5 separate regions of the Mus musculus genome follow, and regions 1, 2, 4 and 5 are each linked to region 3. Evidence: chromatin contacts called from public Hi-C, HiChIP or PLAC-seq and Micro-C data. All regions are on one chromosome and are shown on one strand. Each heading gives the region's core, a stretch centred on a gene start, on an enhancer-like site or on the middle of the called end of the contact. The rest is flanking DNA. Distances are from core to core; before and after follow the strand shown. Region 1 has its middle 120 kb from the start of Gm46301. Region 2 has its middle 100 kb from the start of Gm39467. Region 3 overlaps 2610035D17Rik (RIKEN cDNA 2610035D17 gene). Region 4 has its middle 120 kb from the start of Gm39467. Region 5 has its middle 99 kb from the start of Gm46301.

Region 1 (2,700 bases), core at 18-2,517, 180 kb after region 3:
CACATATCTTAAATGACTTTTTATAGGGAGTTTGGGCACTGCATTTAAAAGTAACTAATACGAGGGGTAAAGGACCATGTGGCGTGTAACTTGTCCCTAAGGGGTGCAGACCACACTGCTCATTCACACCGGTAAACACTATGGGCTGTTAATAAGGAGCATCTCCAAGCCATTGCTTTGTCATGTACTTTTCCAAATGAAATGTAGCTTGAAAACAGCATCACAGAAAATGCACGGGGTATTCGGCCTCACCTGCCATGTCAACCCATTGCCTGGATTCTGCTTTATACTGAATGGAATGCCGTCCGGTTGGTAAAGTGGTCAAATCCTACCTCTTCTGGCTTCCTTCCTTGTCTAGGACCAGGATCCCAACTTCATCTCAGTGTTCTGAGGCAGGAGGATCCCAGGTTGGAGGCCAACCTGGGCTGCATAGTAAGACCTGGTCTCAAAGAAACAAAGCACAAGCACAAATTTGTTTCTTTGTGTCGTACTTGTTGGGGTTATTGATTGTCTGTGTAACTGAACTCTTCTCTGTGACCTCTACCCCTTCCATTGACAAGTGATGTTTGTGACTATAATTCAGTGTATATGTGTGTGTTTGGTATATGTGGTTCATGCACATGCGTGTGTGCGTGTGTGCGTGTGTGTGTGTGTGTGTGTGTGTGTGTGTGTGTGTGTGTGTGTGCATAGCCACGTCTACAGTGAGTCTCCTGTCTTGGTCATTTATAGGAACATGGAAGATAGACATGCTTATCAACACATTCTAACATTGTGGTCTTTTAGCACAAAGATGGTTGGTCAGTGGAGATGGATAACTCCTATCACCCCCGGGTGCTAGTTGCTAATACTGTGTCCTGGGGTCCTCCTGGGTAATGAAGAGGAGGATGGAGACAGCCTTGGGTCTAGCCTTAGCTTTACTGACTATTACTTCTTGGGCTGGACCCTTCTCTGGGAATTGGTGTCCACATCTATAAAACATGAGTGGGCATGGGGGATATGGAAATCTTCGCTTCTTTGTTTCTTCAAAGGCACAGAGAGCCAGAAAGACCCTGTTGGAAGAACTAGATTCTTCTGCGTGGTTCAAGGCAGGAACAACTCTGGCCTGGTCACAGCCACTGGACATATTAGCCCATGTCCTAGACTCCTGGGAACATTTGTAGCACTTGGAGGAGAGGCTTTGGTGTGCCAGTTTCTAGGCAGCCCTGCTTCTGAGTGTCAGCAGAGAAAGCTGGCAGCGGAAGGCCACACACCCTCCCCTGTCCTTGCCTGGTGGCAACACTTCAGTAGGCTCTCTAATGAGCTTACACCCCTCCCCAAAGCCAGGCTTTTTTGCTTCTCCTGGGAGCCTGGCACCAAGCCCTAGATGCTGTCATTGTTTTGGGGACAGACTCCCCTCTCTTCCCCCACTCCCCGTTCCCCAAGTGGCTCACTCTACTAGGCCAGTCAGCTTTGCCTCAGACCAGGCTCCTACCCTGGTGACCTACAGCTATTCTCCATCTTTGTGGCAACTGAGAGGGGGCCCAGAGCTGCTTAGTTGGGTGTGAGTGAATGTGTCCATGAGTGTGTCCACGTCTGCCCGTTCCATCCAGAAATGTCCTCTGCCTCTGTGTGTGTGTGTGTGTGTGTGTGTGTGTGTGACCTGCACATTCTTCATTCACAACTTGTTGTGGGTTCGTATTTCTCTTCCAAGAGAGGCGGGGGTGTGGTTGCAAAATAAATCTTCGCTAATTTTTTTCCTTCTCCCCAAAGAAATCATTGTGTTGTAATGCAGGAGAGCCTGAGCTGATGACATTTTTATGGGGCTGCCGTTAGTGAAGACTGTCGTGTCTGCCTGGGCCATCCAGAAAGTCCATAGATTTTTTTCTCTCTCTCTCCACTGCCACCCCCACCCCTTTTCTCTCTCAGCAATACAATTTCAGTTCAATACTTGTCTAGAATTCCCAGTGGGGCTACCTAGGCACAAGGGGGTGGGCCTGGGGGGAGATGACATCATGTCTTTGTCAGAGGATTGGCTGCTTCCAGGCTCTAGGAATGATATCATCTCTGCATGGACCTCCCCCACTTCTCTATTCCTAGCTCTTTACTGGCTGGATAAGGGACCCCCACCACAGGATGCCCTGTTGCCTTGGAGACCACAAGTTTTCAACCTTGTTGTCTGAAGGGATGGTCATTCATTATATGTGTGACATGGGGGTAAAGGGTCTGGGGAGGGAGCCCCGGGCAGGACGGTTTTTGAGGGAAGGCTGTGGACAACAAAATAATGAACAAACATATGTTTCACGCATGAGAAGCCGTCAGAGATGGCAGCGAGAGAGAGGTCACGGCAGACGGCACTCCGTACATGGAAAACTGAAGACAGAATTCTAAAGACGGACAAGCAGTGGCCAAAATATTGTGGAAAGTGGCCACCCCCTCCCTGAGACAGCTCATTAGAAGGGCTGTGGAGTGCCAGATTCTGGGAGGTGTGTTGGGAGGGGGGTCGTTGAGGCTCTCTGGACAAGAGGCCAACTCCCCTGTCCCCTGCTGAATGTGGATATCTACACAGCTGTGTCCTGCAACCAGCTGGTCCCAGGCCACAAGAAATCTATTCGGACACTGAGCCAGATAAGGATCACCCCCTGTGGCTCCAGAAACTGTGGGTGCCTCCAAGAACTGAGAAGTAGCCTCTTAATGTGTTCCCAGAGGTGGAGGAGGGCAGAA
Region 2 (2,700 bases), core at 29-2,528, 130 kb after region 3:
GAATACTCAAAGCTCTTTTCCATGGCGTTTCCCTCTGGGGGTAGCAAGCAGGCAGAGACCTTCCAGGCTTTCTCCTATGTCCACACCCCAGTTTTAACTCCCTGCCTCCACATACTTCAACACCGAGACCCCATCACAGACCCAGTGGGCTGGATGTGGGCTTTTGGAACTGTGACACTTCCTTCAGTGGCCAGCTCAATCTTCAGCCTTCGTGGCACCGTGAGAGAATGGAAAAGCTGGTTTGTTTATAGGACATGGGGCCAGGAAAGCATTCAAAAAATAAGGAGTTTTGTCATAAACCAAGTGTCCTCCCAGTGCAGGAGCACAGGCTTTTCTGTCTTCTGATACTGACCATTTTTCCATGTTTGTATAAACTTTCATCCTTCGCCCTTCTCATCCCCAGGGCAGGGCTGCCTGTTTCTGCTGCTCACGGTTTATTTGGATTTTGGCCACCCCTCTCTCGATCTGAGCATCACACACCTAATTACAAAGAAAGCAGGTTTTTCTATGGGCGCCTAGGGAACAACTCTGCCTTGGCTTTTTCCCACCCTACTTTCGCCCCATCATCCAGGCACCTTGGTAGTGAGTGGCGGCGGCAGTATGGTAGATCTTTGGTGCTGGCTAGAAGCTGTCTCTCTGGGAGGGCTCTGAGCACAGGTTGAGTGAGAACCAAGGGAGGAAGGAGGTGAAACAGGAGAGAGATGTGTTTTCCAAGGAAAACTGGAGCGGACACTAAGGGCTGTGTGGGGTTGAGCATCTCTTCTCCGAGAGCACTGCAGCCTGTCTTCCCTGTGTGAGTTTTTGTGGGAGCTGAAATTCCCCAGATCTCACATTTCCTGACCCCAGCAGGTAGCTTATTGTAAAACAGTTCAACCAGAGGGGAGAGCATTCCTTCTCTCTGCATTTCCATCTTTTCTTGGTCTGAACCAGATCTGAGAGAGAAAGAATGGACCAGAAACCCACGTGACCAGAGGACACAAACCCAAACCACAAAGGAGAAAGTGGTCTACTTATCTTTAAATGTGTGGCGTAGCCCAGGACCCCTATCCGCACATTTTGTAGTATTCTGTCCACCCAATGCTTGGATTCTCTGCAGCCCTGTTTTTCTTTCATTTTGGCATGGAGAAGGAGGGAGGGATGCCCACGATGCCAGTGATAAGTGTTAGTAATTCTCACATTCTCTTCAAAGTTAATTTCGGCCCCTGCCTTTTCGGGGCTGAACTCTGAGAGGCTGTGAAGAGCAGGGTGGCCCTGACTCATTGGCAAGTCATGGGATCTGTTTGGCCTAAGAGTTTACTCAGTGGAGATACCAGGAAGTGGCTTGGGTGGAGGGTGGGGGTGGCTATCTTGTCACAACTTCCAGATGAGCTGGGTCACTTCCCATCCTCCAGTCTGACACCCCCACAGACTACTTCTAAAGATTCTACAGGTAATCTCTACCCTGTGCTCTGGCTGCCACACATGGGGGTGGGGGGCGAGTAACCATTATCTGAACTCTCTGAAACTATGAAAAGAAGTCTGTTGCCTTAACCCAGGCTTGGCACCTGGGTTATGAGTTGGTTACATCATGACCTTTGCATTGTAGAGGGTCTGAATACCTCCTAACAAACCCTGGCTGGCATTTTAGTGACGTTTGTGGAGACTAAAGCAGTTTGCTTGCAGAGTGTTTGCCTGCCCAGCATGGACAAAAACCTGTGTTTGAGTCTTGGCATTGTATACAACCGGGTGTGGTGGCATATACTGCAATCCTTAGCCTTGGTAGGTGGAGGCAGGATGGTCAGAAGGTCAAGGTCATTCTTGGCTACAAAGAAGGTTCTAGGCTACCCAGGGCTACATGAGACCCTGTCTCAAAGGCAGAACAAACCTCAAATGAGTAAAGTACAAAAAACCATGGGTGTGCTATGCCTAGATCCATACAATACTATGGGTTCTGTGCTCCTTGGGACTGTACTGGGGCTAGATTCTTCCAGAACCAAGCATGAAATGCTAAGAAACCACCCTGATGCACACACAGGCGCAGCTGGGAACAATGGAAGGCTCTGACATTATAGAAATTATCCTCCAACAACCTAGCACAGAAGTGGGCTGTGGTCTGCTCTTAGACATGGTGGTCTCTGCTCTAAGACTTCCATCTTGGGAGCATGGAGGTTCTGGTGAGCTCACTGAGCCTCTGAGCATCACTCAGCAGTCAGTTGTGAGGTTTCAGGCTCCTATTCCTTGTTGGTAAGAAGCTCCCCATGTTGTCTTCCAGGACAGACACAGGCCCTGGAGTCCGGGGAGGGAGGAGCTGGCGCCCAAGCAAAAATGCTGCCGAAGCAAACTCCACTGGTGGCAGCTTTGTGCCTGCCGGTCAGGGTCCGGTGCTCCTGGGTCAAGAATGCTTTAAGCAAGAGGTGCTGGGGGTAGAACAGCCACTGTGTGGGGAGCTGAGCTCTCCGAGGAGGGGGAGACTTCATCGGCTTCAGCCCCATGCTCAGTTCCGCTCTATTTAGAATCTTCTTTTTTTTCTCTTTTTTTTTGTGGAAAGCAGCTTTGAGGATGAAAGCCAAGGCCAGGGAAGCTGATTGTGCTGAGCTTTCTGAATTAAAGTGTGTGTGTGTGTGTGTGTGTGTGTGTGTGTGTGTGTAAAAGTGGGAAGGACCAGTCTGCTAACCTCCTGGCTTTTCCCCTGCCTCCTCCTTTCACCATCCATTTCACCTC
Region 3 (2,700 bases), core at 64-2,563:
ACCCTGAAGGCCTCAGCCCCTCACCTGCACAATCTCTCATGCCCAAACCTAGCTAGGCATTTCTAGCCAGCTCTGTCTGCAAAGATGCCCCTCCCTCTTGAAAAATGTGCACATCTCTGTCTGATAAAACCTTGTTCCCCCTGGAGGGAGAGAAAGGAGGGAGGGAGGGAGGGAGGGAGGGAGGGAGGGAGGATGGCGTCTGGAGGCAGGAAGCCAGTGTTGGAATCCAGGCCTGGCTTTGTCCCTCTCCAATGGGCAGCTAGGGGTAGGGTGTTTCATTTCTGGGTTCTGCCTTTCCTATAGAAAAAGATCATAAAAAGAACCCATCTCCTAAGGTTGTGGTGAAAGCTGAACAAGGTCCTGTGTGCAGTGGAGCCAGCACTAGGACAGAGATTGCATGTGCAGAGCCAGCACTAGGACAGAGGGCGCCCCACTGTTCTGTCCGCCTTTACACAGCACTGCCCCCTCTCATGTCTGCAACTCTATTTTCTGCTGGAAACGGTATCAGAATATATTAAGTAGAAAATTTCAGAAATAAAGAATTTGTAAATATTGAGTGATTTTTTTAACACCCCCCCCCCAGTGTATTGTTATAATTATTCTGGTTGTTTAATAGTTATTGATAATCTCTTAATTTGCTTTTCATACTAAATTCTATCATAGTTATAAATGTGCAGGAAAATAATATAATTAGGTCTTCAGATATACACTGGTCTGGAACACTCCTCTATTTGCAAAGTATGTGTTTTTATTTTTGTGTTTTGAGTCCTTCTTGGACTGTAATTTGACTCCAAGGACCAGATCTGTCCCAGGAGGCACTTGGAATTAAATGCTGAGTTCCAGAAGGGAGTGTTAAAGCCATGGCCTGTCAGGGCTGCAGGCGGCAACTCCCACTCGGAGGCTCCATTCCTTCCCACAGCCTGGACTCGCAGCTGCCTTGCTGTCTCTCTGTTGCCCCATCCCTGCATAATTCAGGCAGGCTGATAGGCCTGCTACTCAGGTGGTGCCCTCTCTGCCCCATAGCTCTTGAGAAACCTGTAGGCTCTGAGCACATTGCTAGAGGAGAGGGCGGTGCCTGGGTTATGACCTCTCTCAGAGTTGGAACAGGGTCTCCGAACATCCTCCAGGGCAGATTCCAGGTCAGCCCTGGAGGGTGTCGCATGCCTTGACAGATGGTGTCCGGCTGTAGGCTCCTGCCCCACGTCCTGGAATGAAGGCTTGGCAGCCCTGTTTTCTCCAGGGACAGTTGACACTGGGAACCCTGGACATTGTCCCTGAGCTCAGGGCATGCGTCTCGCGACCATTCGCAAACTGACCACTTGATGGCGCTGTGGCTCCACCGTGTGCCTGCTTTCTCCTCCGGGCCCCTGGCTGAGCTGCAGTGGTCATCCAGGCGCCCGACTGTGCCCTGGCTGCTGGTGGGGCGCAGCGCCTGACGCCTGCCCGTTCTGCTTGAGCACAAATGCAGAGCTCAGAGCTAGTTTCTCCTGCAGCGAAGGAAGTTTGGGGTGTTGGTATTGTGTTCTGTGCTGTGTGTTCCTGCAGCTTCCCCAGCAGCGGGTCAGACGCCCTAGTGTGCTAAAGAACGGTTTAGAGCCATCTGCATCCTGACCTGGTGGTGATCACTGTCTTTGGGGCAGAAGTGATAGCTAGTCTGAACTCTTGTCTAGAGTTTGTACTTAGGAGAGAAAGCTAGCTAAACACAGAATGGAAGAAGGGTAGGAAGAGGAGGAAGAAGAGGAAGAGGAGGAGGAGAAGGAGGAGAAGGGGGGGGCGGGGGAAGAAGAGGAGGAAGGAGGAGAGATTGGAAACTCTTTCCTAGATGAGCTTTGCAGTCATTCTGTGTCAAACCCTTCAAGGGGCGACCGAAAACAAAGAGCCTCCGTGAGTTTGCCTTAGAAATAGTTCTCTCCGAGGTCTATTCTGGTTGCACAAATGTGTACCCCTTCCACCCCTGAGCAGGGTCACTTCATTCATTCCGTTTTCAGTGCACACCCACTCACTGCGGAGCCAAGGGGTTTCCTCACAAGCTTGTTTGTAGATGTTGTTTTAAAAGCACGTCCTTCTTTGGGGTTTCTGTACGCAGAGGCAGGGGTTTGGGTCACCCGGGTCTCACTGAAGCTATGGTTTGGGGGGGGGGGAGGGGGGCGGGGGGCGTTTGGAAGAAGGTGATAAGATTGTCTCTTACAGGGAAAGCCAAATGAAGAGCTAAGCTCCTGATTGGAAGTGCTTTCCTTTTTGTAGCTCCATTTAAGACCAGGACTGTTCTCAGGAAAACAGAGTAGGTTCTGAGTTCAGGCCTCTCTTCTGGGGCTCCTCTCCCAGAAGCCCTCTGTCTCTGTGGAGGTCAGAGCCTTTCCCAGCTGCCTGGGCCAGTGACTGAGAGGCGAGTCCCAGGGGTCACTGCACCAGACCCTTGCCCCCCTGGAACAAATGCAGCCGGCTGGTGGGGGTGGGGGTGGGGGCTGGGGGCTGGGCTGCTCCTCCTAGATCTGCCTGCCCCTAGGGCCAGGCACAGTGTGGGGCCTGAGCTAGACTTGTCCAGAGGCAGGCAGGGCTAAGGGAGGTTGTGACCCCACCCCAGCTGGGGAGGGCAGTGGGAAAGGAGGAACCTGGAGAAGCTGTCCTAGCCAAGCAGGCTAACTCCCAGCTTCCCCTGGGCCAGAGGGCCCCCTGTCGCCTGGCAAAGGACAATTTGTA
Region 4 (2,700 bases), core at 132-2,631, 150 kb after region 3:
CAGCCTGGTTGTGTTGCCATGACAACTGCTCTAATTTCTTTTAATCCCAGTGTTCCTTCCTAAAGGGACCTCCCCAAGCACCCCACCCCCACCCCCACCCTAAACCCCTTGCAATGTGTTTTAATTGTAATGACTCCTGGGTTCTCAATAGGTAATGACCGAGTGTGGGGAGCCAGTGTTGGCCTGGCTCCATCCCCAAAGCTGCTTGCCCAGAGGCGCCAGGCAGGGCTCTGCCCCCCAGCACGAGTCCTGGAGAAACCCTGGGCAGGCTGGAGCAGGGTCTTGCCCATGGGGTGTGTGGCCTCAGTGCTAATGAAGACAAGCAGAGGCCTGAGGGGCCTGAAGGGTTAGGCTCTGTGAGGTTCATGCTCTGAGGTCAGTTGATGGCATGTGGCTCCCAACCGCATCTTCTCTCTCATCTTGAAGGGAATCCACGCACCACTGCCTGCTCTGGCCCCAGGCAGTCACGCTACTCAATGCCTCAGGGTTGTCCCCCCCCTCCCTGCCCCCCCCCCCCACTGTAGCTCGCCCTCCTCCCAGCATTCCTGAGACAGACAGGACTCCCTACACTAAACGCAGCTCCAAGGAAGTCTTTCTGGCAAGACAGTATTTGACAGTGCTATTTATTAATAAAATCAGGGTCCTAAGAAGTTTAAAGAAATAAATGTAACTGTGGAGGTCCAGAGCTATCACTTAAACAAAAATATAGCTTGGTGGATAAAGCTCTTGCCTCACAACTGTGGGAATCGATGTAGGGAGAGCATTGGTAATCCCTGGGCTACTATGGTGAGGTAGAGACAGGAAACTCCTGAGCCAGTGAACAAGAGACCCTGCCTCTCTGACCTCCACGTGTTCATCATGAGGCATGCCCAATGGTACCACTCACACAGGCATCAAGAAGCACGTGGATGGATGGATAGATAGAAGGCACACGCATGTGCACACGTGCGCGTGCACACACACACAAGCACATGCGCATGCATAGGAAGGAAGGGAAGGAAAAAAGAAAGTGTCCAGAGTCCCACATAACCCCAGAGTTCACACCCTCTCGCAGGCCACTTCAGGAGACTCAGATGTGCCCCTTGAGCAGCCAGCAGGCCACAGCCTTGCAAGCACCCTGGAATCCTCACTTACTCATTCCCCGCCCCCCCCCCCAACCCCCTGCAAGTTCCGGTTTGCTTGTGCTTGCTTTTCTAACTGGCTCCGATGCCAGCAGCCTCTCCACTAACCACGGAGCAGTGGAGCAGTTAGGAGTAGCCCTGTCCTCTTCTGAAGGAGCTTGCCTGGGAGATGGAAATGCCCCAGTCTGTGCTACCCAGTGTGTTACAGAGCCCTTCCCCCATGAGGGCTCACTTTGCCAGCCTTACGAGTGAGTTGAAATGTGGTTAGGGCAACCAAAAAGGGAACTTTCAATGGTATTTGACGTTTGTAAAAATTTTAATAGCTGCATTACCTTGGCAGCCACCATACTGGGTAACAGAATGCTCCATTGTGAGGTGCAGGCTCTGGACTTTACATGGCCTCTCACTGGGAAGACAATGCAAACCTGAGTGCAGACAGCCTTGGATCTGCTTCCTGGAGACTCTCGTCCCGGGAGACCTGCACTCAGGAAACCCATCTTCCTGGTCTATGCACGTTCTATCTCTCTGGCTGCTGTCCTTCAATGGACTGCTGAGAAGCAAGCAGAGACTCAAGCAGTTTGCCTATGTCTAGGGGAGATAGCTTCATCAGAGGGCCCAAGGGCCAACGCAGGAACCCTCACCAGAAATAGGAAGGTGTGGGGAGCTTGTCCAGGCAAGGTGGCACACACTTGTGATCCCAGCATTGGGAAGGTGGAGACACGAAGATCCCTGTGGGCTCCTGGTGAGGTAGCCTAGCCTACTTGTTTCAATGAGAGACTGCTGCCTCAAAACCAAAACAAAACAAAAAAAAAAAAAACCAAAACCAAAACAAAAAAACAAACAAAAACCCCAACAACAACCCCCCTCCCCCCAAAAAAAATCAAAATAAAAAACCCTGTAGGTGGGTAGTGCCTGAGGAATGAATGTCAGCTAAGGTTGACTTCCACATGCATGCAACGAGCATATGTACAGCTTCCTGTACACACGTGAGCACCTCTACGTGTACACACACACACACACACACACACACACACACACAGAGAGAGAGAGAGAGAGAGAGAGAGAGAGAGAGAGAGCCTAAAATCTGCCCAAGGCCTGAAAGAATTCACACAGTCTTGGGGAAGTGAGTTCCACTGAGTTCACAGGGCCACCAGAAGCCATCAGGTGCTGCCCCAGACAGCTCATTCCTTCCCAGGGATTCCAGCAGACAGGTTTCGGTTGGCGTACCAGTGTTGCAGAGTCCCTTGGTCCCCATCTGTTCCTTCCCTGGCTCTCCCAGGCCACGCTTCCCCTTCTCACACTGAAATATTAGATGTTCAGTTGGGAGTCCAGCAGCAACATATTTCTGAAATTGTGTGTGCATTTTTTTTCCTTCTAATTTAATGTGCCAGACAAGCCTCCGTGTAATTAAAACCAGAAAGGGACCAGACTTAGACAGAGATTTGAAGGCTGTAAAATTCTAGGACAGGTTTATGTAAAGCAATTAAAAAGGGAGTTAAAAATTGTTAAAAAATTAAACACTAATTACTTTTTTCCCCCCTCCTCTCATTTCTGCCGAGTTGTTCTGGCCACGGAGCTT
Region 5 (2,700 bases), core at 109-2,608, 210 kb after region 3:
AAAAAACAAAATAAAACATTGAAAGGAACCCAAACCAAACAAACCTCTTCTATCCTTAAAGAGTAAGGGGAATGTTTATCAGAAATCTTTGCCCTTCAGCCAACCCATCCCCTATCCACCAGGCTGAGAGGCTTCAGGGCACTGCCCACCCAGGGCATGTACAGCCCTGCTCCTATCCTTGCTTACTACCCTGAAAACACACTTCACTCAGTGAGCCTCTCTCCCGGGAGCACTGGGCTGTGGCAAGAGGCTTGGGTTGGGGTGTGTGTGTTGGGTATGGACTCATTTTCCACTTAAGAAATGTTTTATATATATATATATATATATATATATATATATCCACATATGGATAGTATATTTAAATCGCTTCCCCCACCTTCTTCTTTCCCCTTCTAATACCCTCCCATGTCCATCTCTCTGTTCCCTCCCACATTCAAGACCTCCTCTTCAGCTGGTATTGAATGGGGTGTGTGTATGTGTGTGTGTTACACACACAGTCTTTGGGACTGACCACTCAGGATCGGATAACCTAAGAGTGGGCGTGTTCTGTTCAGATTTACCAGCAGGAGTACCTTGGCAGGTCAGGCCCAAGGTATGTCACAAAGGCCACACCATGCAACAGATCTCACAAGGGAGATTGATTGTCAGTAAAGGTGGGGTCTTTTCAGAGTCAGGACATGAGAGAGACAGAGAGGAACAGACAGAGGGAGAGAGCAACAGAGATGAGGGAGGTGGGAGGAATGAAAGACTTGGAGATAGAGAGAGGGCCCTGAGGGCAGGGGGTCAGCGGTGGGAGGTGGCTTTTAAAGGGTGCATATGTTGTGTAGGGAAAATACAGAACTTAGTGACATTAGAAATGTGTTCCATTTGGCGCAGTGGGTGATGTCATGGCTGCTAGCGCTGAGTCCCTAAGGGCAGTGCACCAGAAGAAGAAAACAGATTCTCTCTCTGAGCAGCCACTGGTTGCCTGTAGTTTCTCATCCAGGGTTAGTTCCTAGGGAAATGTCCCCACTTACATCGGCATGATATGTCAAGTTTGTTTGTTTGTTTGTTTGTTTATTTATTTATTTATTGGCATTATGCAGGGCTTATGTAGGCAAACATACTGATGAAGTTTCCTGGATGCAGCTTCCCGGTTCTGTCAAGAAGATTCTATCTTAAGGAGGGCATCCCGCCCCTCTTCTGGCTCCTAGGATCTTCACAGCCTCTTACTTTTGAAGGAATGCGGGCCTCCCAGGCCACAGGCAAATAGTTTTTCGCTTTGGGTGCTGTTCTGCAGCCCTGTGGAGGATCACATTTGCATAGATGGCTTCCAGGCTCCCTTTCTGCTCCCACACTTTGCCTGGAACCCGCTGTGTTTCCTGCTGAATGCTTTTGAAGGTTTCTGTTCTGTTGCAAATGGAGACATTGCTTCCTGTGGCTGTGGCTATCACATGCAAATAAACCAGAGGTAAGGAAAGAGAGGATGATGGGAGGGGAGGGTACCTCAGCCTGCCTTTTGGGTTCCCTAGCCCCTTTCTTTGCTCGGTGGCTAAGGGGCAGATAAAAGAAGAGAAAGTGAGCAAGAAGAGAGAGTGATAGAGAAGGAGCCATGAGCAAAGTATGTTATGCGCACATATGGAAGTGTCATAATGAAAACACTTGGTTAAATGCTAGTGAAAAACATAAAAACAAATCATTGAGGAGCCACTAGAAGGAAGCTCCTGGGGTCAGCTTACTGTTTCTGCTAGATTCCCAGAAGCCCATGGCTGCCTGGGAGGTTCTCCTCTTAGATCAGTAAGGCCACTGTCCTGGCCAGCCAATGTGGTTCCTTTTGGGTATTCCTATATTCACTATAACAAAACAGTGGGAAGCTAGGTGCATCCGAGCCAAAGAGATTTATAGAGTGCACAGTTCTGGAGTCTCAAGGGCCGGACACTGGGCTTGCCTCAGCTCTGGGGAGATGACCTCCTTGGCTGGTCACATGATGCAGCTGGCATCACGGTGGTTGCCGAGGCAAGAAAAAGAATCACGTTTAAGGGCCCGGGGATGGCGGAGGTGAGGGGCAAGTTCAACTGCTGACACACTTGCCTTATGTGATTGAGGGTCTGAGCTTGATCTCCAGAAGGCACATAAAAAGCCAGGTTGGCAATAAGGACTCGTGTCCTCAACACTAAGGAAGCAGAGAAGGTAGGATAGCTGGATGATCTGGCCAGCCCCTCTAGCCTATTTGGTGAATCCCAGTTCCAGGCCAGTGAGAGACCTTGTCTCAGAGTCCAAGGTGGTTGGCACCTGAGGTTGTTCTCTGAACACACCCTGCCCCCACTACACATACACCTTATACACACAAACACATCTTGTCTTACCCATGTGATGGATACTCACCTCCTACCTCATCTACAGTCACCGTCTGTGTGTTCCCTGACTGGGTGTCTGCCTCGACCCTCTGCATTTTCCCTTTTTACCTTCCGGAGTGTTCTTTCCCTGGAGGCTATGTGGTTGACTGCTGGTGAGGGGTTTGATGAAATGTTTTAGGGAATATTTCCTCAATCACTGGTCTGACAGAGCATCTTAGGGTCTACCAGCCCCACACCTGTCCTTTAACGCTCATCTGGATCCTTGCCTCGCATCCAGGGTACAGAGCAGATGCTTGGCAGAAGCTGTCTGTGTGAGTGTTTGAAGAAAGGGACCATGAGAATCAACTTTCTAACCAGTGGGCAG

Evidence for each region. A called contact is a pair of places that touch in the nucleus more often than the background predicts. HiChIP or PLAC-seq counts read pairs in DNA pulled down with a chosen protein or histone mark.
Region 1: an H3K4me3 HiChIP or PLAC-seq map of embryonic forebrain shows a contact between it and region 3, with 4 times the contacts expected there. The contact joins two enhancer-like sites. A contact is called at or near these places in 22 of 484 Hi-C or Micro-C datasets (the AML12 cell line, the C2C12 cell line, MC3T3-E1-derived osteoblasts and 12 more), 4 of 115 datasets of contacts at active chromatin or transcription factors (astrocytes, craniofacial prominence, embryonic forebrain and 1 more) and 1 of 9 other capture datasets (embryonic stem cells).
Region 2: an HNF4G HiChIP or PLAC-seq map of pancreatic cancer cells shows a contact between it and region 3. The contact joins two enhancer-like sites. A contact is called at or near these places in 1 of 15 datasets of contacts at CTCF or cohesin (large pre-B cells), 20 of 484 Hi-C or Micro-C datasets (the AML12 cell line, B cells, the STO cell line and 12 more), 2 of 115 datasets of contacts at active chromatin or transcription factors (large pre-B cells and pancreatic cancer cells) and 1 of 9 other capture datasets (embryonic stem cells).
Region 4: a Hi-C map of the N1E-115 cell line shows a contact between it and region 3, with 9 times the contacts expected there. The contact joins two enhancer-like sites. A contact is called at or near these places in 1 of 39 promoter capture datasets (the 3T3-L1 cell line), 17 of 484 Hi-C or Micro-C datasets (the 3T3-L1 cell line, the AML12 cell line, the N1E-115 cell line and 12 more), 1 of 115 datasets of contacts at active chromatin or transcription factors (pancreatic cancer cells) and 2 of 9 other capture datasets (embryonic stem cells and embryonic tail).
Region 5: a Micro-C map of trophoblast stem cells shows a contact between it and region 3, with 5 times the contacts expected there. The contact joins two enhancer-like sites. A contact is called at or near these places in 5 of 484 Hi-C or Micro-C datasets (embryonic stem cells, stem cell-derived neural progenitor cells and trophoblast stem cells), 2 of 115 datasets of contacts at active chromatin or transcription factors (bone marrow-derived macrophages and neural tube) and 1 of 9 other capture datasets (embryonic stem cells).

What each region holds. Positions count from the first base shown.
Region 1 is chr11:112,982,063-112,984,762 of GRCm38.p6, reverse strand. No RefSeq gene overlaps it. Among named protein-coding and RNA genes, the nearest start is that of Gm46301, 120 kb to the right of the region's middle. Within about 2 kb of position 1,267, at least 47 of the 459 cell types and tissues checked have an H3K27ac peak or open chromatin away from gene starts, as enhancers often do. A contact at or near this core is called in astrocytes, cerebral cortex and embryonic forebrain, where this site is marked.
Region 2 is chr11:113,031,274-113,033,973 of GRCm38.p6, reverse strand. No RefSeq gene overlaps it. Among named protein-coding and RNA genes, the nearest start is that of Gm39467, 100 kb to the left of the region's middle. Within about 2 kb of position 1,278, at least 40 of the 459 cell types and tissues checked have an H3K27ac peak or open chromatin away from gene starts, as enhancers often do. A contact at or near this core is called in the STO cell line and pancreatic cancer cells, where this site is marked.
Region 3 is chr11:113,163,929-113,166,628 of GRCm38.p6, reverse strand. All of the region lies in intron 1 of 2610035D17Rik (RIKEN cDNA 2610035D17 gene), which reads left to right. The region is part of intron 1 of LOC115487747 (a long non-coding RNA gene); the gene reads left to right. Among named protein-coding and RNA genes, the nearest start is that of Gm39467, 31 kb to the right of the region's middle. Within about 2 kb of position 1,313, at least 86 of the 459 cell types and tissues checked have an H3K27ac peak or open chromatin away from gene starts, as enhancers often do. A contact at or near this core is called in the N1E-115 cell line, the STO cell line, astrocytes and 5 more, where this site is marked.
Region 4 is chr11:113,014,507-113,017,206 of GRCm38.p6, reverse strand. No RefSeq gene overlaps it. Among named protein-coding and RNA genes, the nearest start is that of Gm39467, 120 kb to the left of the region's middle. RefSeq lists an enhancer at 2,246-2,700. Within about 2 kb of position 1,381, at least 37 of the 459 cell types and tissues checked have an H3K27ac peak or open chromatin away from gene starts, as enhancers often do. A contact at or near this core is called in the N1E-115 cell line and muscle stem cells, where this site is marked.
Region 5 is chr11:112,958,444-112,961,143 of GRCm38.p6, reverse strand. No RefSeq gene overlaps it. Among named protein-coding and RNA genes, the nearest start is that of Gm46301, 99 kb to the right of the region's middle. Within about 2 kb of position 1,358, at least 9 of the 459 cell types and tissues checked have an H3K27ac peak or open chromatin away from gene starts, as enhancers often do. A contact at or near this core is called in trophoblast stem cells, where this site is marked.